Regions from separate parts of the Mus musculus genome. Here all the other regions are linked to region 6. The links are chromatin contacts, called in public HiChIP or PLAC-seq and promoter capture Hi-C maps. All regions are on one chromosome and are shown on one strand. Each heading gives the region's core, a stretch centred on a gene start, on an enhancer-like site or on the middle of the called end of the contact. The rest is flanking DNA. Distances are from core to core; before and after follow the strand shown.

Evidence for each region. Promoter capture Hi-C pulls out the DNA fragments that hold promoters and counts their contacts. HiChIP or PLAC-seq counts read pairs in DNA pulled down with a chosen protein or histone mark.
Region 1: a promoter capture Hi-C map of hippocampal neurons shows a contact between it and region 6, with 5 times the contacts expected there. The contact joins the enhancer-like site here to the promoter of Zfp202 in region 6. A contact is called at or near these places in 4 of 39 promoter capture datasets (the C10 cell line, cranial neural crest, hippocampal neurons and 1 more) and 2 of 115 datasets of contacts at active chromatin or transcription factors (acute myeloid leukemia and embryonic stem cells).
Region 2: a contact with region 6 is called in an H3K27ac HiChIP or PLAC-seq map of embryonic stem cells, with 12 times the contacts expected there. The contact joins the promoter of Robo4 here to the promoter of Zfp202 in region 6. A contact is called at or near these places in 5 of 39 promoter capture datasets (cranial neural crest, embryonic stem cells, hippocampal neurons and 2 more) and 1 of 115 datasets of contacts at active chromatin or transcription factors (embryonic stem cells).
Region 3: a contact with region 6 is called in a promoter capture Hi-C map of hippocampal neurons, with 5 times the contacts expected there. The contact joins the enhancer-like site here to the promoter of Zfp202 in region 6. A contact is called at or near these places in 5 of 39 promoter capture datasets (embryonic stem cells, hippocampal neurons, liver and 2 more) and 2 of 115 datasets of contacts at active chromatin or transcription factors (embryonic forebrain and embryonic stem cells).
Region 4: an H3K27ac HiChIP or PLAC-seq map of embryonic stem cells shows a contact between it and region 6, with 12 times the contacts expected there. The contact joins the promoter of Ccdc15 here to the promoter of Zfp202 in region 6. A contact is called at or near these places in 3 of 39 promoter capture datasets (the C10 cell line, cranial neural crest and liver) and 1 of 115 datasets of contacts at active chromatin or transcription factors (embryonic stem cells).
Region 5: a promoter capture Hi-C map of pre-B cells shows a contact between it and region 6, with 2.4 times the contacts expected there. The contact joins the promoter of Tmem218 here to the promoter of Zfp202 in region 6. A contact is called at or near these places in 5 of 39 promoter capture datasets (hematopoietic stem and progenitor cells, hippocampal neurons, liver and 2 more).
Region 7: a promoter capture Hi-C map of hippocampal neurons shows a contact between it and region 6, with 5 times the contacts expected there. The contact joins the promoter of Msantd2 here to the promoter of Zfp202 in region 6. A contact is called at or near these places in 14 of 39 promoter capture datasets (the 3T3-L1 cell line, 3T3-L1-derived adipocytes, the C10 cell line and 10 more) and 1 of 115 datasets of contacts at active chromatin or transcription factors (astrocytes).

The regions. Positions count from the first base shown.
Region 1 is chr9:37,543,355-37,546,070 of GRCm38.p6, reverse strand. It overlaps Vsig2 (V-set and immunoglobulin domain containing 2), which reads right to left. Exons shown (of 7, transcript NM_020518.2): 7 at 1,866-2,061. The coding sequence ends at 1,929. Nrgn (neurogranin) reads left to right here. Exons shown (of 4, transcript NM_022029.2): 2 at 1-123; 3 at 354-371; 4 at 740-1,578. The coding sequence ends at 118. Among named protein-coding and RNA genes, the nearest start is that of Vsig2, 5.5 kb to the right of the region's middle. Within about 2 kb of position 1,435, at least 100 of the 459 cell types and tissues checked have an H3K27ac peak or open chromatin away from gene starts, as enhancers often do. A contact at or near this core is called in embryonic stem cells, where this site is marked.
Region 2 is chr9:37,400,285-37,403,425 of GRCm38.p6, reverse strand. It overlaps Robo4 (roundabout guidance receptor 4), which reads right to left and starts at 1,454. Exons shown (of 18, transcript NM_001309390.2): 1 at 1,275-1,454; 2 at 539-871; 3 at 117-274. The coding sequence starts at 1,344.
Region 3 is chr9:37,517,441-37,520,440 of GRCm38.p6, reverse strand. It overlaps Msantd2 (Myb/SANT-like DNA-binding domain containing 2), which reads right to left. Exons shown (of 4, transcript NM_146222.2): 2 at 2,969-3,000; 3 at 1,654-1,714. Among named protein-coding and RNA genes, the nearest start is that of Esam, 9.1 kb to the left of the region's middle. Within about 2 kb of position 1,315, at least 10 of the 459 cell types and tissues checked have an H3K27ac peak or open chromatin away from gene starts, as enhancers often do. A contact at or near this core is called in hippocampal neurons, where this site is marked.
Region 4 is chr9:37,346,755-37,349,879 of GRCm38.p6, reverse strand. It overlaps Ccdc15 (coiled-coil domain containing 15), which reads left to right and starts at 1,523. Exons shown (of 16, transcript NM_001081429.2): 1 at 1,523-1,846; 2 at 1,957-2,142. The coding sequence starts at 1,963.
Region 5 is chr9:37,206,701-37,209,789 of GRCm38.p6, reverse strand. It overlaps Tmem218 (transmembrane protein 218), which reads right to left and starts at 1,567. Exons shown (of 4, transcript NM_025464.3): 1 at 1,385-1,567.
Region 6 is chr9:40,190,965-40,193,831 of GRCm38.p6, reverse strand. Zfp202 (zinc finger protein 202) reads right to left here and starts at 1,516. Exons shown (of 7, transcript NM_030713.2): 1 at 1,395-1,516.
Region 7 is chr9:37,488,020-37,490,940 of GRCm38.p6, reverse strand. It overlaps Msantd2 (Myb/SANT-like DNA-binding domain containing 2), which reads right to left and starts at 1,620. Exons shown (of 4, transcript NM_146222.2): 1 at 1,108-1,620. The coding sequence starts at 1,617.

The DNA of each region.
Region 1 (2,716 bases), core at 186-2,685, 2.6 Mb after region 6:
CATGGCGAGGAAGAAGATAAAGAGCGGAGAGTGTGGCCGGAAGGGACCGGGCCCCGGGGGACCAGGCGGAGCTGGGGGCGCCCGGGGAGGCGCGGGCGGCGGCCCCAGCGGAGACTAGGCCAGGTGAGGCTGCCTGGAGTGCTTCGCAGGCGGGAGGTTCTCATCTTCCAGGCCTGCTTGGAAAAAGCTGGGGAAGTCTAAGGTTGGGCTGGGAGTGGAGAAGATGGTGAAGGTAGTTAAGGGTGGGGACCTAGACTACTCAGACAAGTAGGTGGGAGAAGGCCAAGGATGCTGATTTGCCAAGAGCTAACCTGTTTCTCCCTTCCTCTTGTCTGCTTCATCTTGGACCGAAGAGCTGAACGTTTTAGAAGGTAACCAAAGCAGCAGAGTTTGTAGGGGAGTAGGCTGGGTGGGAGAAATGACCCAGTTCCCTAGTCCTTCTCTCTGCTAGCCCTGAACCCCTCCTGGCTAAGGAACATAACTTTGCAGGCCTCTGGTATGTCCAGACGCCTGAGGCTGCGGCAGGGACACACTTGGACCAACACGTACACACAGTCACCCTCATTTGACTGCACAAGCTCGGCCGAGGGTCATGAGCACAGGGAGCCTCACTCACGTAGTTGCCCTGGGGCACACATCAGCTCAGTGAGTCAGGGAGGGGGTCTGGATGACACTCCCCGAAAGGGAGAGGGAAATGGTACCAGCGGAAGGCAGATTCTCAGACCTTCTCTTTCCTCAGTTCCAGAGGAGAGTCGGATGCCGCGTCCCCTTCGCAGTGACAAGACTTCCCTACTGTGTTTGTGAGCCCCTCCTTCCCACCAACCAGCCAGCTTCAGGAGCCCCCCCCCTCCCCCCGCCGCGTCCCAGAGACTCCCTCTCCCAGGCTGGCTTCGTCTTGGCGTAGCCAAGTCCGTGCCCTTTTTAGCTCTTCAGTCTAACGTGGTCTCCTTTTGCCTTTTCTCCCCACCCTCGTCCCAAACCCCATACTCCCAAAAATGTCCTTTTGCTTCACGCCCACCTGTCCACGCGCCCAGCATGCAGCTCTGCCTCCGCAGCCTCGGTGCGCTTCGCTGCGCGTACTGCAGAGGGCGCCCAATGCGTCGCCCAAATACTCTCAAAAAAAGAAAGAAAAAAAGAAAAAGAAAGAAAGAAAAAAAAAAGCAACCACCAAGTCCTTTCGTTCTGTGGGCAACGAAAGGGGGCGCCCGCGTCTTTCCACCCTAGCCTAACCTCAACCTCCTAAACCTGGGGCTAGGAAAGAGGGGAGGAGGTTTTCATGGTTATCTGATAATTTCCCTTGCTCAAATGGAAAGTGAAGTCCTATCCCATACCTGCCTGTCACCCTCTTTTTTCTTGAAAACGCACCCTGAGAGCAGCCCCTCCCGCTCTTCTTTGTTTATGCAAAAGCCTCCTGAGCGCCTGGAGGCTCCGGCAGGAGGAGACTTCCGCAGCCCCGCCCCATGATAGCCTCTCCCCCGTTGGGCTCCTGGGGTTGTGGCTGGAAGGTTTTTAATCTCTGCGTGTGCATGTTACCATACTGGGTTGGAATGTGAATAATAAAGAGGAATGTCTAAGTGTACAGAGGGGTGCAGGGTGGGGGGCGGGAGGGAATGGGAAGTAGGGGGAGCAGGGTTTGCATAAGGCCACTAACGGAAGCCGGAACAAATCTCATTTAGTCAAACCAAAACTCAGAGACCAGGCGTGGGGTAAAAGAGTAGGAGCTATACAAAGACACCTAGGTTGAAGCCTATCCCTTTGACCCAGCCGGAACTTCCCAAGGCAGCACGGTCTCCGGGATTTCAAATTCATTCCTTCCCTTATTGATAGCACTCTTTGAAGAGGAATTCACCACTAGAAAGGAGAACGAGGTGGCATGGTTTAGGCTTTAATTATTAACATGGACGCTCACCACCCTCAGCGATCAGAAGTCAGACAACCATAGAGAGTTTGGACTTAGTGGTGGTCATGGTGCTGGCACATGGAGACTTCTCCAGGAGCTCTTTGCTATGATCGGCTCTCATAGAAGCTTGCTCAAAAACCCCAGGAGCGGTTGCATCCTCCCTGAAGGGTACAAGCAAAGTCACACAGAGGCTAGAAACATCCCTTAGGCAACTGTCATCCTCTAACTCAGGGACATGTAAATTTTGCTGTCCTGAGAATCATCTGTAGAACTTTGTTTAAAATGAAGGGAATCCAGGCCGGTCTCACCACTGACACACACACTTTGCCTTTGGAGGCATAGAAATTGGCCTAAATCTGAGTGTTTAAAGAAGTTACTGGTGGGTTTGTCTAGTCATCTGAAGACCACATTTTAAGACATGTCCTGGGAGTTGAGGAGGTGGCTCAGTGGGGAAAGTGCTTTGCTTCTAAGCAGGAAGACCTTAAATCAAACCCCCAAGAATTATCATAAAATATATCAGACACAAGTCATGGATCTCTGGGGTTCACTTGGCATCTAGCTCACTTGACCAGCTCCAGCTCAGTGAAAAATGACTCCAAAAAGTTGTTCTCTTACTTCCACATGGGTGACAGAGAACATATGCTCTTCCATACATGCACAGTAGGAACATGCAATATTAATAAACTACAATAAGTAAAAATAAGAGAGATGGCCTTCCTAAAAAGGTCAAGTTATCCTCTGTCCACATACTCACACACTCAACCTGTACAAACATATACACACGTGTACATTTGTGTACATGCACACACACACACA
Region 2 (3,141 bases), core at 205-2,704, 2.8 Mb after region 6:
TCCATGAAGTCTTCAATTTGAGAAGCTTAGAGGTTGGAGGGTGGGTCAGTTGCTCAATGTGCCCAGGACAGGATGATGTATGGGCAAAGGAGTTCCCAGGATTGGGGTTCACTCACTGTGCGCCTCCCTGGCTGGAGGACCAGGGGTTTCCCGTCTTTCCACCATGAGACCGAGGGTTTTGGGTAGCCCCAGGGAGGACCACACTCAAGAACCAAGCTCTCTCCCACCACGGCCACTGTGTCCCGAGGTTGGATCTGGAAGTCCTCCTGGAGGACTATTGGGAAGTCAGCAAATCAGCAGGAAGCACGTCTACCCACCCTGAGTCCTTCTAACATCCTAACATGGATGGCTTATCCGAACATGCTTACCCAATTCTGCTCTACCACTTCCTTGCCCCTCTATCTCTAGTTTAACCTAGTTCTCCATCCCAAGACCCTCAGTCCCTGCCTCCCTTCACAGACAGACTCTCGTATTTCCCTGGACACAAGCATCTCAGCCTAACTCTGCTTCCCCCTGGGCCTACCCTCCCAAGCCTCACCAGCCACAGACAGCCTAGCACCCCGGCTCACTGCTGTGCCCAGCCGGTTGCTGGCCTCACATGTGTAGACACCCAGGATTGCTGAGAGGATGTTCTGGTCATCTTGTGGCCGTCCCTGGACAGAGGGCCGATGTAACAGGAGGGTCCCATCCGGCAAAAGGTAATGTAGGTCTGGGGTGGCCATGCTGAGGGGCTGCCCATTCAGCAGCCAGCGGATAGTGGGAGGTGGTTGGCCGGATGATCTGCACCTCATCTTGGCTGGGCCAGAGCCCTGAAGTAGCTGGTCCTGGGGGTGAACTAGGATCTGGGGTGGAGAATCCAGAGCCTCACCTCCTAAGAGGGAAAGAGAGACTCCTGTACTGCACCCCTTCTATGTCTTGTGTAGGAATCTGTAGTCTTGTGTAGGCTTATCTTACTGAACATTTATTTCCAAATAAGAAGCTAACTAGGAGGGGAGAAGGTCTGAGTCCATAGGTCAAGATCTGCATAGCTCTTTCTCTGTTGCACGCACACACACACACACACACACTCTCTCTCTCTCTCTCTCTCTCTCTCTCTCTCTCTCTCTCTCTCTCTCTCTCTCAACCCCCATCTTTGTCTCTGATACTTCACTGCTAACTAGAAGAAAGGCACCAGACAACAGAGATGCTCCTTTGTCCTGCTGGCTTTGGATCCAGACCGTGGATCCTGCCATGAATCCAGGAGCGTGGGTTAGGAGAGGGAGGGCCCTACTCACCCATGATGAAAAGCAGCAGCAGAGGCAGAGGCCACTCCGTCCCCAGGAGGCCCGTTCCTCCAGAGCCCATGGCTGCTCTCGGCTCCTCTCCTTGTCCCATACACTTTTGTCCGGTTGTTCTGAGCTCACAGCAGTAAGGGAAGAAAGGGAGGGGTGGGGTGGTGGTAGTTGTTTGTGACTGAGACTCTGTCCCAGTAGGGAAGCAGCTTTGAGGAAACGGATGCTTCCTGCCTGGCCCTCATGCCTTAGAGAACTGGGAGGGGACCAGAGGTGAGAAACTCTCTGACCTCTACACTTCAGCTGTAATCCCCGGGATGCTAACTGCAGGCTAAGGGTTTACTTCATGTCTGAGTTAGGGTTTCTTAAATGAAATCCTCACACTGATCCCAATTGTACCCATACAATCTGCCAACTCCACAGCTCTGTTCAAAGCATATGTTTAATCTTGGTCTCTATCGGCTTTTTCCCATTAGCCAGCCACCTAATAGAGGAGGAGGAAGACCAGAGGTTGAGCCTCAGACATAGGAGTAAGGAGCTGAAGATAGAGTCCAAAGGGCTTACAGGCCAAGAAAGCAAGGGGCACATGGGGGTCAGGAGGTAGCAAGTGTCTATCTCTGGTCCAATCCCCAGGAGCAGGTAGACTGAGTCTTGGGAGGCTAGAAAGTAGGAATGACTCAGAACCTTAAGCTTTGAAAACCCATGGACTAGCTGGGCAGTGGTGGCACACGCCTTTAATCCCAGCACTTGGGAGGCAGAGGCAGGCGGATTTCTGAGTTCAAGGCCAGCCTGGTCTACAGAGTGAGGTCCAGGACAGCCAGGGCTACACAGAGAAACCCTGTCTCAAAAAAGAAAAGAAGAAAAGAAAAAGAAAACCCATGGACTATGTACGCATTTTCATCAAAAGATTTGGAAATGATGTCTGTGGGCTCTTGGGCAGATTCCTTCATCCTCAAAGCCAGTTTTCATACCTGTAAAATGGGGATATTAATAATAGACACCACCTTCAGATCCAGAGTAAAACTGGAATGAGATTAGGCATGAGATAGACTAGGTATGGACACAGGGGTATCACCTGTGTTTTTGTGCACATCCCACCACTGAAACTCTCTGAAGCATCATCAGTGGGATGGGTTCTAGGATTGGGGAAGATGGTCGTAATGAAGCCTTCCAAGGCTGGCCTGGTCTGACACCTGTCTTCTATGGCTACATAGCACACAACCTACACAACAACTAAGCTGACTGTATTGGCTCCTCCCTGAAACCCAGAGAGACTGCCTTCTCCTCAGAGCCCAGCTCCTGTTTACCAGTCTCTTCCTTCCAAATCTGGAATCTCAGCCATTTCCTAGAGCTGTTCACAGAAGGCCAAGGCCAGGCTCTGAGCTTCAGCGGAAAAGCGTGCAGGCTTTGTTCTTCATTGTTCTGGCCAGCTTGTCTGGAGGCCCCTAACACAGCTGACCCTTCTCCCTTCCTCCCCCTCCCTGTTGGGTTTCAGGAACAGCATCAGCCCTAACCACTGGACTTCTGTGCTTCATCTCTTTCTGTCTCCTGAGACAAACTAAGACTGATTAAGACAGGATTAATGGGGGAAAAAAAAAAACCTTAAAAACACTACAGTCTTTACAAACTGAGTGAGTCTGTGGGCTACAGAATAGAAGTGAATAGAGTGACTATAAAAAGAAGGGTGGAAATTGGTGTCAGGCTAGACTTTGGGATTTTAGGAATGGAAGCACTTGGTGGCACATGGCTGAAATCCTAGCATACAGAGGATCATGAATTTGGTCTAGTCCAGGCTGGACCCTGTCTCAAACAAAACAAAACGAACCAAAACAAAACAAAAACAACAACAACAAAAAAAAATAAAGCAAAG
Region 3 (3,000 bases), core at 66-2,565, 2.7 Mb after region 6:
TAATGAAGCATGGATTAGTCAGTAAACTAATCACATAGATGCTGGGGAGGGGGCAGGTGGGGAAGGAAGGAGAAAACCAAATAAAACCCAACCCACTACCCAGATCAAGATATCTGTATTTTATTTGATACTTCATTTTCTGAGCAAGTCAGACACTACAGAGAATCTCAGAAGTGCCAGACTGAGGTACAAATGGCCAACTGGAAGCTCTTCAGATCCTCTCACTCCTTAGTGAGCTGGCACCAGAGAAAAAGCACACCAGAGTTCTGCTGGACTCAGCACGACAGTGTTTCAGAAGCTTGGAACAATTTGGCACCATACTTATTTGAGTAGTTCCTGAAAACTGCCCACTTCCCGGGTTCTGAAGATCCAATGCCAAAAAAGGTTCCAGGGTTTAAGGCTAGTGGCAACTCTGTGATGGGTCTATACCTAGTTACATCAAATGACCATGTCCTGAAGATCCCAAGTGGCTATGTGGGAGACATAGGGCACTTTAGTTACAAAGCAGAGGCATTTTTGGAGAGTGAGGAATTTAAAAGTATGGATTTAAAAATCACTTTAAAAATCATTTGCCAGGGCTAGTGAGATGGCTCCGAGGGCAGAGCCCTTGCTATGTAAGCCAGATGACTCGAGTTCAATCCTTGGCCCCATGTAAAGGTGAGAGAGCCTGTGACCCCCATAAATGCACTGTAGCCAGCATGTGCAATGAGAATTAAGTTAAGCTACCGGTTTTCCTTCCTGTCTACTTTGATGTCACTATTTCAAAAAGGTAACTACCTCCTCTCAGTAAGAGTTGGCTTTGCGTTTGCTGATTTGTGTCACATCCTGCTTTTGAAGAGGACTAGGGGACACTTTCTTATTCCTGAATACTCACCCTTTCCCCAGGTACAGGATTACTCAACACCACTGGGGACTCTTTCATTTAAAGACACACTGCAAAGAAAGACTTGCCGCGCTAGCTTGCTGAGCTGACTTGCCTTCCTGCGGTTATTAGCTAGCTATCTGCAGCCTGTCTTCTCCTCTGTCTAGCAAATTTCAAGTCACATTGTGGAATGCATCACACAAGTCACGTGTGCTAAGAATCCAATGTTACCAGGAAGAAAAATGAGTGGTGCTCTTCATTTAGCCCCGAACTTCATCTTTTAGTCTTTTTAATGGCGTTGATATGGAACTCATTTAAAGCCACTAAAAAGAACTGTGGATCTAACAGATGGCGTTAACTCTTTGGGGGAGAACAACAGTTGGGCTAGCGACAGGCTCTATCCTGAATATTCTCAGTGTGTCTTCCAGGAGCTGTTCTCTACGTGTGTAAGTAGGTCACCTAAGAGCTTCCTTTCTGGTTCTCAAACTGTAATAAAAGAATTTAAACATCCCCTTGGCCCTCCTACCATTTCGCCCAGCCCCATGTAAATCCAAGCGCTGTGGCTCATCTTGTCTTTAGTAAGCATGTAGAAATGCAAACTACACAAGGAAACACACATCTTCATGGAACAATCGCTCCTTCCTCCTGTATGGAACATTCAGCGGTTCAGGTCCCCAATGCTGAAGACTGAGCAGAAATGCACTCATGCTCTGTATCATGCCTAGCGACCCATGATCCTCCCAGGTCACTAGATTTAGACACATTGGTAAAAAAATGGAGCATCTACTTACTGTGCCTCTTCAGAAGACTCTTGTTTTATTTTTAACGTTCTCTTTGAAACTGGCATTTCATCTGAAAAACAAAGAATTGTAAAACAAATTATATTTTCCTAAGTGGTGGTATACATTTATGTGAATAAGTAGCTCTATTTACTGCCTGTTCTGTACTTCCTTTATCCTGGTGTCTAACACTGTCCCATACCAGATTTAAAAATGTAACTTTATATAATGAGATGCAAACATTTATATGCAAGATCAGAAACCAGGTTCCACAAGCATAAAACTCTTCAAGGTCACCAGTGGATTTCAAGCGAGGAGCTTAAAGCTTAATTTCGATGCAAACATGATTTTAAAAGAACAAGAATGGAAATGATTCTGCCCTATTTAGGTTTCCTATGTAGGTTTTACAGGGTAAGTAATTATTCCCCCAAATACAAGGATCAGCATATTCTGCGTTTCTCACAGCCTGGGGACTTAACTCTTCACAGCAAACAGGGCTATGATGCACTGCCGTTGCTCAGGCCGTAAAAAGACAAGATCATTTAGCATCTATTCTTATTCTTCAAATCTGCATATTCTTTTACATATGGCTAATAATCTTAACAATTTGAGGGCCTCTTTCCTTTTCCCTTCTAACATTTGGAAGAAATTAAAGCAGCATTAATATAGAAAATACAATAATATCTCAGTTCTTTTCTCCATTTCTCTGTCATTGGCAGGATCTCTGTATTTTTTTCCCTTAAGCAAGGGAAGCAAATTTACACTGCCAATCCTGCCTGAACTTTCTCAGCGGCACCTGAGCACTTCACTAGGCGGAAGGGCATTTCCTACTAAAACTCATTACACAACTTGCTGCTGATGTACACAGGCTATAGCTAAAACCTGATCAATACTTCCCAAATAAGAAACTGGAGCACTTGACATACAGGGATACAAGCAAACAAAAACTACATGTAGCCTCTTAATTGGACCAGTGTGGATTTAAAGAAGTTGGGCCAAGAGTCAGTGCTCTCAGCAGGAAATCTTAGTGCTACAAAGAACAGACAGGGGTATTCTGAATTGCATAAGATTGTGTCAGTGAACCTCCTGTATGACTCAGATTAGGAAGTCTCTATCTTCAAGGAACTTAACAGTATGCAAGTCACCACGTAGCTAATAGTGAGCATGACTTGGCAATTTGATGTTAAATCAAGGATGTCCATGTTGACTGAAACAGTTTGGCAAATGCCTTGTGCTGACAACACTAGAAGCCATTACAGATGGTATAAATACCATTCATTGCACTATCAGGTAGCCACACACACATGCACACATGTTGTTTTCTTACCCAATTCCTGATCTGTTGGATAGCCATGGAGC
Region 4 (3,125 bases), core at 274-2,773, 2.8 Mb after region 6:
GGTGCCTAGGGAGGCAAAAAGAGGACACTGGATCCACGGAGCTGGAGTTATAGGAGAGTGTGAGCACGTGAGTGCTGGCATATGAACTTTAGTCCTCTGGAAGAGCAGGAAGCAGTCTTAATTAACCATCTCTCCAGCTCCTACCTGGAATCATCCTATACCTGGGTATGATGTTTTGTGACTGTTATTCCAGCCCTTGGGAAGCTGAGGCAGGAGGAACCTGAACTACCTAGGAGATCCCATTAAAAGCTGTGAAACAATCAACTATATACCTAAAACCCTCCCTTGAAGAGTATAAAGGCTTGTTCTATGATCATATATAGTTTCTGTTTAAAAGTAGACTAGTTAAAAAAAGTTGGCAGGGTATATAGTTCTTGACCAGCATGTATGAAGCCCTGGGCTTAACTTCCAGTACTGAGTAAAATGAAATACAAACAAAACTCAAAGATCAACTTCAATTGCCCTAGTGATGTCTTCTCTGGAAATGTCCTATCAATGTCAGTGTAAATTCTCCAATGGATTTTAAATTCTCCAAACAAGGGATCTTTGTTCACTGGGAGTATCTGGAGTAACCAGAAAACATACTGATATATAAAATGCTTGCAATAAGGTATGTTGAAGTAAAGCAGGGTGACACGTGCCTGTAACGGCAGCCATTGGGAAGGCTAAGGCAGGAGGATTGCAAGTTCGAGGCCTGGGCTACACAGTGAGTTCAAGTCCAGCATGGGCAACTTAGTGAGACCCTAACTTAAAAGCAAAATTATTAAGGCAGCTAGGGTTTCCACTGCTGCACTTGCCTAGAATGCCAGAGGCCCTTGGTTCAACCCCCAGCACGAATATACACCTTGAGTAAAATGAGTGTATGTCTTTTGGGTTTAATGAAATATCCCAAGCATTGTTTGGAGTGAGTTGTGATGGTCACACACAAGAACATGTCAAAGGTAATCACGAAATAGCGTTGTAAACCTTAGGGGCTGCATAAAAGCGCAGTCTGGTTGATTGTTGGCTTGGTTTGCTTCTCAAGGATCCACTGGCAACATGTTCTTGCCCAGTGGTTCTCAACCTTCCTAATACTGCGACTCTTTAATACAGTTCCTTATGTTGTGGTGACCTACAACCATAAAATTTGGGTGCGACTTCATAACTGTAATTTTGCTCCTGCTATGAACTGTAATGTAAAATATCTCATTGCAGGATATCTGATATGCGACCCCCAGAGGTAGCGACCCTTAGGTTGAGAACTGCTCTGTCTATTCCCGAGATTTCCTCAGCGGTGAACGCTTACTCGCCTGTTCATCATGTCAGACCTCTCACTTCGAGATTTGAGAAGACTACAGCGCCAGTATCCAAAGAGAGGCCGAGTCTAAGCTCGCTGCCGGATTCAACAACCCGCTCTAGTCCTCCCCAACCAAAGGGCAGGAAGCGGAAGTGACGTAATCCCCGCGCTCGGATTCCCGCCTCCCCAGCCCAAGACGGGTGACAAATGCGGAAGAGGCAGGGCAGGCGTGGGCCCCGGGGTGGCAGTTTGCTGTTTGTCCTTTGCGTAGCAGCCCGCGGAGTTTGAGTCTGTGTGTGAGACGGACCGGATCGCGGCAGGCTCCAGGCTTCACAGGTCTCCTATCCAACTGTTGGAGCCTCACAGGACCCCGCTTTCCTGGCCGGGCTTCAGACGCCCCCCACCTCCTGTGCCCAGGCTTCTTAAGACCCCCGGCTCCTGCCCGGGCCTTAGACTCCCCTCCAGCCCCATGCCGTGGGCCGGCGCTTTTCCACCCGCGGTCATCTCAGACTCAAGCCCTGCCCTTAGCGCCCGCCTATGCTCACCTCTGGGCAGGCTTTCATCTCCCAAGTAAATCCTTGTTTTTTCGTCCTCTCATCTCCGTTCCTTCTAGAAAGTAATTTTTACGCCTTTCCCCCTTGTCTTAAGCCTTGTCCCTCTTTCTCTTTTCTTCTAACCAGAAGTCAATGCCAGGAGGTATGGCGCCCCTCAAGAAGCCTCGGAATCCCACAAAATTGCCCCTGGCTTTAAATCCCACGAAGAGCAAGGACGTTTTGGCAGTGCTGGCTGAGAGGAACCAGGCCATAATACCAGTTGGGGCTTGGGTGGAACCTGCCTCACCAAATTGGTCGGGAATTCCAGCACATGTGAGTGTCAGTTGACCCGGTTACTGTGATCGCTGCCAGCCCTTTTTATTAGCCTTCTCTAAATTTTTGGTACTTAAAGAAAGATGAACTGCTGGAGGATGCTGTTTCCATTCTGATACAGGTTATATTCTTGCGTCAAAATTATACAACAATGATGTGTTTTCCAAAACTTGCTTCATCTTTGGTTGACACAATCAAATATTAACTTAGTTCTTACTACATACCAGCAAGTAGGCTAGTTTACTTCACAAACATGGTTGTTTGCTGTGAATGGCATAGGTACTGTGTACAATTTCCCGACACTGTAACATAAGAAGAATGACAGTTGGTCACTCTTCAAATGTTAAGTAGTTGCTCAGAGTTTATAAGTTTTTAAATGCAGATCCAGGCAAAATGAAAATAAGAAAATAAAAGAAAGAGGTTAATCCTGATAGACTCTGAGGAAGTTGTAAATTCCACGGGGCCAAGGAACTTCTTGTTTATTTTTGTTTTTGGGGTAAACTAGGTCCTTAGGATGTAGTTGTTGAACGAATGAGGAACTATGGTCATTGTCTGTGAAGGAATAGAAATGCTGTACACTCAGGGTAGAAGCATTTCAGATGAAGAAATGCCCTTTCAAAAGTTTACACATGTAAATATTTGATTTAATTTAATTTAATTTTTGATTTAATTTAATTTAATTTAATTTAATGTAAATATTTGATTTATTTACACATGTAAATATTTGATATTTGATTGTAAATATTTGATGTAAATATTTGTTAGTATTTGCTAACAAATGAGAGTGGTTTTGCTAGTTTTTTTTGGCTTTATTTAGTATTTTTTCTTTCTTTTTTTAATTAATTAATTAATTAATTTATTTTTATTACATATTTTCCTCAATTACATTTCCAATGCTATCCCAAAAGTCCCCCATACCCTCCCCCCCTCTTTTTTTTTTTTTTTAAAGACTTATTATTTGTAAGTACACTGTGGCTGTCTTC
Region 5 (3,089 bases), core at 318-2,817, 3.0 Mb after region 6:
TCCATTTACTTAAGACACAGAATACCATCCAAGTATTCTCTGAGAGTTGATGCTTAAGCCGACACAATTTTAAGAGTCAATTCGTTAGAAACAAGTAACCTAGAGTAGGAAAAAAACAATTTGTATAAATTTAAACACATTGTGTAGCAGTTGACAAAAGCAAGACAAGGTCAGGTGCTTTGTTGTTTGTTTTTCTCCCTGTGATGGAGACTGTGAGGTTCCTTATAAAGTTCTCCGGACCCTTTTGAATCTATATGTCTTGAATTCTTCCTCCACCTAAGGTTGGTTTGACAGCCCCTTTCACCCAATTTCCAGGGGAAAACAAACAAACAAAGAAACAAACATCCTGCACCCTGGGTTCATTGGATGAAAATCCTGCCCACCACCAGGCTGAGGATCTTTGGTTGTTTTTGGTTTTTGAGACAGGGTTTCTTTGTGTACCCTTGGCTGTCCTGGAACTAGATCAGGTTGGCCTCAAACTCAGAGAACTCTCAGCCTCTGTGATTAAAGGCATGGGCCACCTCTGCAAGACAAGCTGAGAATCTTAAGGGAGAAAACTAATACCTGTCTCAGAGGACAGTTTGCTGTCTGGGGCAGATGGAAATTACAGATAAGGCAGTGTGGTGTAAGGCTGCTGGTGGATGATACCTTGCCCGTACCCCAAATTTCAGGACCAAGTCCTTGAACGCAATAGAAATGGTAGGTTACTGGACAGGATTGCCTTTCTGGAGATATCTTTTTTTCCCGGGTAAAGCTTTGTACACTTGGCTAGCCTCGAACTCACAAAGATTTGACTGCCTGTGCCTCCAGCCTGCTGGGACTAAAGATTAACGCCACTACTACGCCCAGCTCTCTTTTTAACTTTTTTTTTTTTTAATTGCTTATTCCAAACCTTCAAAAATAGTTAGAATGGCCTGATGTGGTAGTACACATCTGTCATCCTAGCATTCAAAAGGCTGGGTGGGGCAAGAGGACCGACCATAAGTTTGAGGCCTGCCGGGGATATTGAGCAAGGCCTATCCCCAAAATCAACAAACTGGAGGAGTGAGAGCCTACACTTTTTTTTTTTTTCCTACTTTAGAAACTTCAGCCTCGTTTGGGTTTTAAAACATTAGGCTAATGCCTCCTAATCTTTGTTGGTTAATCACATGCACCTCTGGGCAAAATCAAATGTCACGACCCCTAAAGACCAGGTGACACCTGACTGACAGAAAGAGGGTGCTTCAGCGTCCTGCCCTTTTTACTGGGCAGGCAGCGATTCAGTCTGCAGGGTTCACCACACATCAGCTCCCAGCACCGCAGCTGGGAACACTGGGGACTGAGCAGTAATCCCAGGCCTGCGGCCAGGATGACCTTCGGTGGCCCGCGCGCCTCCCGCCCTCACCTTCCAGGCGTCTGGGGCCAGCCTCCGGTCCTCACCCGGCTCTCAGGTTCCTCACCAGGACTCACCCCTCGCTCTCTGTCCCCTTCATCCAGGCTTTGGTCTACTTTGGACGAATCACAAGTAGGGGCTCATTTAAGAAATTTAAGATGGACCAATCAAAGCCGCCCTTTCAGCACTTAAGGGCGTCCTCAATAGCTGACGTTGGCTGTGGCTCCAGGCAACGCAAAGCGTGGTGGGTGGGTGGTGTGTACGTCAGTCTCCTTTACGTCCTCCCATTGGTCTATATGTACTGTCCTCAGTTTCAATTGGATAGCAATGCTTGTCAATCACACCTTGGTAAGGATTAAACCCTTGGACAACAACGGGAAGACCGTTTAATAGCTTCTTGCTTTCGCGATTGAGATTGCTCCGACCGATCACAGAGAGCTGTTCCGCGGTCTAGACACCAATTCCTGCCCCGCTATCTATCTGATGACCAGTCCGCAGGAGCCTGGGATTGTGGGGACAATCAAATCGGCTTGGCATTTCAGGATCCCTAGAATCCCTCCTGAATTGAATGCAGATCACTAGTTAAAATAACAACACATTCTCCTTACTGGGCCTTATTTTATTGGTAGTTTTTCTTCCTTTAGGTTTTGACATGTACCGACAAGGCAAGGATCAATGAAACCAAGAGACAGACTTGGGAAGAGGCCCGAGGTCACATAAACCCTTTTCCCTTCTTGCCACCCTATACTGGCAGCTGGTCCACATGTGTGGAAGAGTGTTCTTCCCTAACTGCTACCCAGAATGTGTCAAGATTTTGTATGCAGGCTATAGGGTGTCTGATCAAAAGATCAGGCCAGTGAATGGAAACCGGTCAAAGTTTGCATCCTTCGTCGTGCAAGCGTGAAGGGAAAACAAAAGCAATATAAGATTTGTGAACTGCGGTCCTGGAAGCTGTGTCCTTAGACAAAATTGGGCCTGGATGTATTCTATCTGCCTGCTCGACTGCCTGCCTGTCTCTGTGTCTGTCTCTCCCTCTCTCCCTCTCTCCCTCTACTTCTTTCTCTCGTCCCGTCCCTTCTCTCCAGATTCTCACTATGTAACCCTGGCTGTCCTGGAACTCATTATGTCAACCAGGCTGGCCTCGAACTCACAGATGTGTCTGCCTCTGCCTTCCTAGTACTGGTATTGAAGGCATGAGTCACTAGCCTGGCTTTCAGTGCACTCTTTTTCTGAATTATGAATGAAGTGGAGGCTGATTCAGTTTTCTTGACTGTAGAGACCTATAGGTCCTTACCTCTTTAACGACTGAACGTTAGCTGCCTTATTGAGGAGCTATGCTATTGTTACTGTAACTATGTACTATTAGAAACTGAGAGGATACACAAGAAATAAAATGTTACTCTTGTCTTAATGAGTTTTACATAGTTTTGTAATGGCAGGTCAAGGACACAAGGTGTAGATCTAATTTATAGTTAGTTACTCCAGAGGATAGCACACATGAGAACACTTGGATGTTTAAACTTTTATTTCCTGTGTATGCATGTTCTGCCTACATGCTGCATGTGTACCACCTGCATGCACATATCCCTAAAGGTAAGAAGAGGTTGTGCCAGTTTCCATCCCTTTCCAGCAGTCTGTCTAACTATGAACCCATCTAAGGTAATTAACTCACTGATGAGGCCTCAGGATGCAGTCACTCTTAAGCTCATCAGAGCCA
Region 6 (2,867 bases), core at 267-2,766:
CAGAAAAGCACAAACTTATCCAGCAACGCTGACATTCAGGCAGGAGAGGAAAATAAAACAGAAAGCCTAGGGTTGTTTTATGCCTGTGTTGAGTGGTATAGTCACCACACCTGTATATTCTGAAACGACAGGAGTCCCTCAATAGTGATGTAGGTCTTGCAGTGGCCTTGGAATGACTGTCTCCTGCAATTATACAGGTAGAATGCAAAGGGTGTGTACATAGGAGACAGGAGGAAAGGTCAGCAGCTGTCTTAGAAGAAAAATGTACTGCCTTCCTCCTAACCCTTTTATGTTAGGCAGCAATAGCAGAAAGTGACTCAAGATATTTGATGGCCTCCAAATATCCCACTGTCACTTGCTTCTCCTAGCAAGCTTCTCACAGCCATCCTGACACTTCATTGAAACTGTTTTCTGGATTAAGGTCCATGGGGCTGCTTCAAAGAAAAAGCTGCACAGAGAGATGCCTTGTGACTTCGTTGCCCCAAGCTTTCCCTACTGCCTTTCACCTGTAGACTATGGACAGAATAACCTGACAGCAAAACCCTAGATGTGGCACTCCTAACCACGACCAAGACGATAAGCTGGACCTAGAGATCTCCCTTTGGGGAGTTCTGCACAGAGAAAAGACAGCGCTATCCATGTGTAGAATACGAGACAGCCACAGCCCAGGGGAAAGTGTGTGAGAGGACCAGGTCGGCCATGGAATAAAAAACTAGCAAACTTTCAGTCCACTATGGAAAGTCCCGCAGATGGTGAGATGAGCTGGAGAAGAGGTCCCCGAGCTGGTTGTCAGGGGTAGGAAGAAAGAAGTTCAGACAGTGCAGACAGTAGCCTCTAGCTCTACAGGGAAGTTCTGAGCCTGTCACTAAGCCAGGTGAGAGCCACACGCTAGACGGCCAAGGACTGGCAAGGATCACAGGTGATAAGATCGCATGTGAAGGGGGCGGGGTTCGCTGGGAAGGAGGGAAGGCAAAACCTGCAGGGAGGGCTCTGGAGCAATGTGCGATGCAGAGTGAAAAGTCTGAAGAGAGGGGAAGGTGGGCGTCAAGGGGCCTAGGCTACACCCCACTGGCTTCTAGCGCACCGGAGCGGTTGGTATGGACGCAATCCGAGGGGCACAGTGCATGTCCGCAGGCCCCCAGAGGGGGCGGAAGGAGGTGGCTGGGCAGAGAAGCCTGGAGTGCCACCCTTGTCTCCGGACGTCCCGGCTCTGGCCGCGAGGAGGTGACATGGTTACAACGCCCAGGCCGCGGGGACCCCGCCGCCACCCCTTCCCTGGCAGGCGCTGTCCCCCGGCGCCGGGGGGGCGGGGTCTGCTGCCCCTCCCAATGCTCCTGCCCTTCCCTCCCCGCCCGCTGCGGTGCCCGCTCGCCGGCCAGGTCCCCGACACTCACGTCTCCCGCGGCTCCGGCGGCTCCTCCCCTGCCCGGTGCTCCCCCACCCACTCCCGGCCGAAAGAGCCGAGCGGGATCCGAGTCGCGCGGGGCCCAGCGGGTCGGAACACGTGGGTCCTCTGCGCCCGGAACCGGAAGCGACCACTCGCCCCACCTCCAAGGGGTGCTGGAGCCTGTCTAGGCTGTAGGAGGTTTGGTCCACTCGTTGTGTTCCTGTTGGTCGAAGCCTGGGGCTTCTCCAGTGAGACCCATGCCGGGAAGCATTCCCTGGACTGCTGCCCTCTATGGCCAGTCCCCTTTGCGGCAAACCCATCACCTTCCTAGGCGTGGTATTCATTGTCCACTTCCTACAGGGTTTTGTTTTCATCTTTCATGTTGGTTTTGGTATCTACATCTCCACAAGAGAATCCCCTCCTTCCCACGCAGTTTTCTTTTCCTTCAAGCATGGAAGAATAAAAAAAGAAAGGTTTAGATTTGAATGCTGGCTCCTTCATGCACAGCTGTTGCCGGGCCGCCAGAACATCTGCCTGTCAACTCTGTCCGTCTTGAAAAAACACAAACTGTTGGTCTTAGAACTAAAAACTGGAAGGTAGACTGAAGCTCAGTAAGGAAATGGTGGTGTTGTCTATTAACCTTTGTGTGCTATTTTGGTGCCTCTTTGCCACTGTCTTCCCTGATCTAAGTTGTTCATTTTTGTCTTTGTCCCTAACACTTCTATAGTCCATCTTGCCCTGAATGTCACATGGTGACATGTGCAAGTCTTCTCCTTTCAGCCATTTCTTGAAAACCGTTTCCGTTCATGGGACAAACTGCTCGAGACTGCTTAGCATACTTTGAACTGGACATGTTAATTGCTTTTGCTAGAGAGGCAGCTGTGTTCTGCAGAGGGTGTTACAACACCCTTGATCAAAGCTTTGTTGAAGCCCCAACTGGAAGACTGTTCTTCGGTCAAAGGAGTGGATGGAGTCTACCTCTAGCCTGGCTGAAGACCGAGCAATCGTGAGATTTAATCCAGTTGTGCCCAGCCAATCACCTGACCACCCCACCAGAATGCAAGTTCACTTAATACCGTGGTAAAAGACATGGGAGTTGGTGACGGTATCCCTTTAATGAGATAGATAATGTACTTTTTCAGAAACCTGATTCTGTTCAGTTCAGGCAGTCAGTGCCAGAATGGGCAGGTCTGTCTGCCCTTCTGAGTCCTGACTAAGGTATACTTTTCCCCTCCTCCTCCTCTTCCTCTTCCTGTTCCTCTTCCCCCTCCTCCTCCCCTTCGTTTTTTTTTTTTTTTTTTTTTTTTTTTTTTTTTTTTTAAATCTTTATCTGAGGACACTGGACAGAGCCAAAGTATGCTTTTTCTGTTACTTGGAGCCTTTCTATTATTTTCTGAAGTATCCCTCCCTCTGCTGCACTATGTGACTGCTTACAATGACAGGTTTGTTTTCTTCCTCTTGTCCATTTTCTTTTTCTAGG
Region 7 (2,921 bases), core at 371-2,870, 2.7 Mb after region 6:
TGAGTTTTATGGTTGTTTGCTAATGTGATATTCTCAGTTGTGACTCTTTTTCGTCCCCAGAAAAAGTAGCCTTCACTATGAGAAGTGAACACTAGGTAAACACAATGTAATGTTTTCAATGAAAACTGGGAGAAACTCTGAGCAGACACTAGTAAGAGGGAAGAGCTTAACTAAAGTACAGCTCCTTGTCTGCAAAGGCAGATACGAAGGCCTAGACAACGCATTAGAAACAGTAAACCGATATGCAGGCTGATGGTAAAATTAACCCACATTAAGCCTCCACATTTAAACATGCTGATGCATAAGGATGGCCAGATGCATACTCGGTTTTACTTGTCCGCATCCGGGCACCCTAACTAAAGCAGAAAAAACCTGGGTGACAAGAGAGGGCTTCCTCAGAATTAGAAGCCTCCTGACTCTCAAGGCAACCTGACTCTGAAAAGATCGCCAGTCCAAATTCCAAAAGAACCTTCAAGCAGACTAACGTTCAAGGTGTCCTCTACTGTCCTCTACCTCCACGATAACAATACACGACCTTTCTTTCACTAAGCCTTTCCAGCTCTCCAAAAGCACCTCAAATCTTGCTAGTCCTTGTATCACCTCAACTGACAAGCAAAGCGACTGACACAAAAGGCCAGCCGTCCCAATGCTCTATTCTTGAAACTTCAGCAAAGGAAAAAAATCTTACACTGGGCGCTCATCCGGCCCTCTGCTACCCTTCCTCAATTCCATCCCAGCTGGAAAGCTTCAGTCTGGGAGCCCCTCTATCTGGGAACAAAGCAGTGCGGGCGACAGCACCCGCGACAGTTGCGGGCCCCGCGCACAATGAGAGAAACTACCAACTTCAGAGCGCAGGAACATCCTCAATTGGCAAGAAAGAGGGGCGGCGGCAGACACGCCCAACTTCAAACTCAGGAAACCTACGGGCTGGCGGCCATCTGGAAAGAAGCGCCCCTTCCCAGGGAGAGAAGAAAGAGGCGGAGCAGACACAAGGGATACCCGGGGCCCGGGAGGGGAGCCCCGCGCTCGGCCCGGCCCCCGCCCCCAGGCCCGTTTCCCCGCCTTCTCTGCCTCTGGTTCGCAGCCCCGGGCAGAGCGGCCGGTTACCTTGATGCGCTCCCGGCACTGGGACGGGGTCCGCTCGTAGCCCAGCTCGGCCAGGGCCCGGGACACGCGCTCGTACATGGCCGGCCCAGGGGCCTTGCTGCCGAATACCGTGCCGGCTCCCTCCAGCTGCTGGTACCGCGCCTCCACCAGCCGCTCGTTGCCCCATACAGCGATGAGCGCGTTCGTCTCTGCCGGCGTCCACGACATACCCCGGCAGGCGGCGGCAGCGGCCGCCGCAGCCCCGCCACTGCCGCCGCCGGGCGAGAAGGAGACCGAGGACGAGGCAGCGCCGCGGCCCCCCAGCCCCAGCCCGAGACCCCCGGACGCCGCGGCCCCCGAGCCCGCCGCGCTGCCGGGCCCGAGAGGGGAGGCTCCCCGAGGCGTGGAAGGGTCGGACAGCGATGGGTTCCCGTCGCTCAGGTCGCCGGGAGACGCCGGGGAAAGCACCTCCATCTTCGGAATTTTGAGCGGCGAGTTGGCGGGCAGCTCCGAGCCACAGGGCGCAGCCATCTTCCAAGCCGCCGCCGCTGCACCGCCCGGAAGTGACGCACCCCTGCATCCGGCCACCGGGGTCTCCGGGGCTGCCCTGGGGCCTGGCTCGGGGCTGAGTGGCTCGCCGCGGTCAGAGGGCCCGGAGGATGTGTCTGGCTGGCCCAAGCAGCCCGCAAATCTTCGCCTTTCCCCTCCAGCCAGCTGGTGCCGGCCGCTCCTCTCCCGGGAGGAGAAGCTGGGACCCGGCGCACCCAAGCTCCGAGCAGAGAAGGGTGGGGGCATGAGGGCGCGGGAGTGAAGGACTGGTTGGAGCCTCCCCACTTCCTTTCCAATCTCAACCCTCACAACAGGGGTGAGGCCCGCGAGGGCCTCGAATTAAGGACGAATTGGCTATTTCTGTTTTCCTGTCTCCGCCCCTGAGCCTATCCTCCCTCTAAGCCCGCCTTTAGGTACGGGAACCGAGGTCCAGACTGGAGACTAGGAAACCCTACAAAGGGTATGTGGAGGAAGGCAAAGCGGGAAGGCTGCTTGCAGTGGTTCTGGACAAGACTTTCGAGAACAGATATGAGTTAGAGTTTGCACGCTTTAGCTTTTCAAGAAACTCAGCCTCTATAGCAACTCTGATTGCACTCACGTGTTCTGCTAGGCAAACACCCTGTCACTGAGCCACACCCACAAGCTTCGTTTCGTTTGTTTTCTTGTTCCTCTGAGTAACTGTGTAGCCAATGATAAAGTAAATGTCTTTCTTGCTTTTATACAGTATCTATAATGGGGACATGAAAGAGCTCCAGAGCCCAGCAGAATAGCTACTCCGGTACCTCAGTCCACTGGGATTTGGGACTGGTTTAAAATTTCCCAGTCAAGTTCAAGGAAATGAAACTGTTCCTGTGACCTAGTAGTAAATTAGCACTCATCACTCACTCCTGAATATTTCCGTAAAGTCTTGAACATTGAAGTATCATATAGCTATAAGATATAACCTTGTTTGTGTGGTATTATTTTGGTTTTTGACACAAGGTTTTTCTGTGTTATCCTGGCTGTCCTGGAACTAAGTCTATAGACCAGGCTGGCCTCAAACTCCGCCTGCCGCCTCTGCCTCTGGAATGTTGGGATTAAAGGCCTGAGCTGCCACCACCACCTAGTCAATTTCCATATTCTTTAAAGCTGGAAATCCTGTTTATCTCAGATCATTAACTTTAAAACCTCAGTAGTGGCAGAAAGATGCCTCAACCAGTACAGGTATTTGCTGCCAAGCCCGCCCAATGACTGAAGACAACCTGCTCTCATGACTTGTTCTTTGACCGTCATACATGGGACATGCC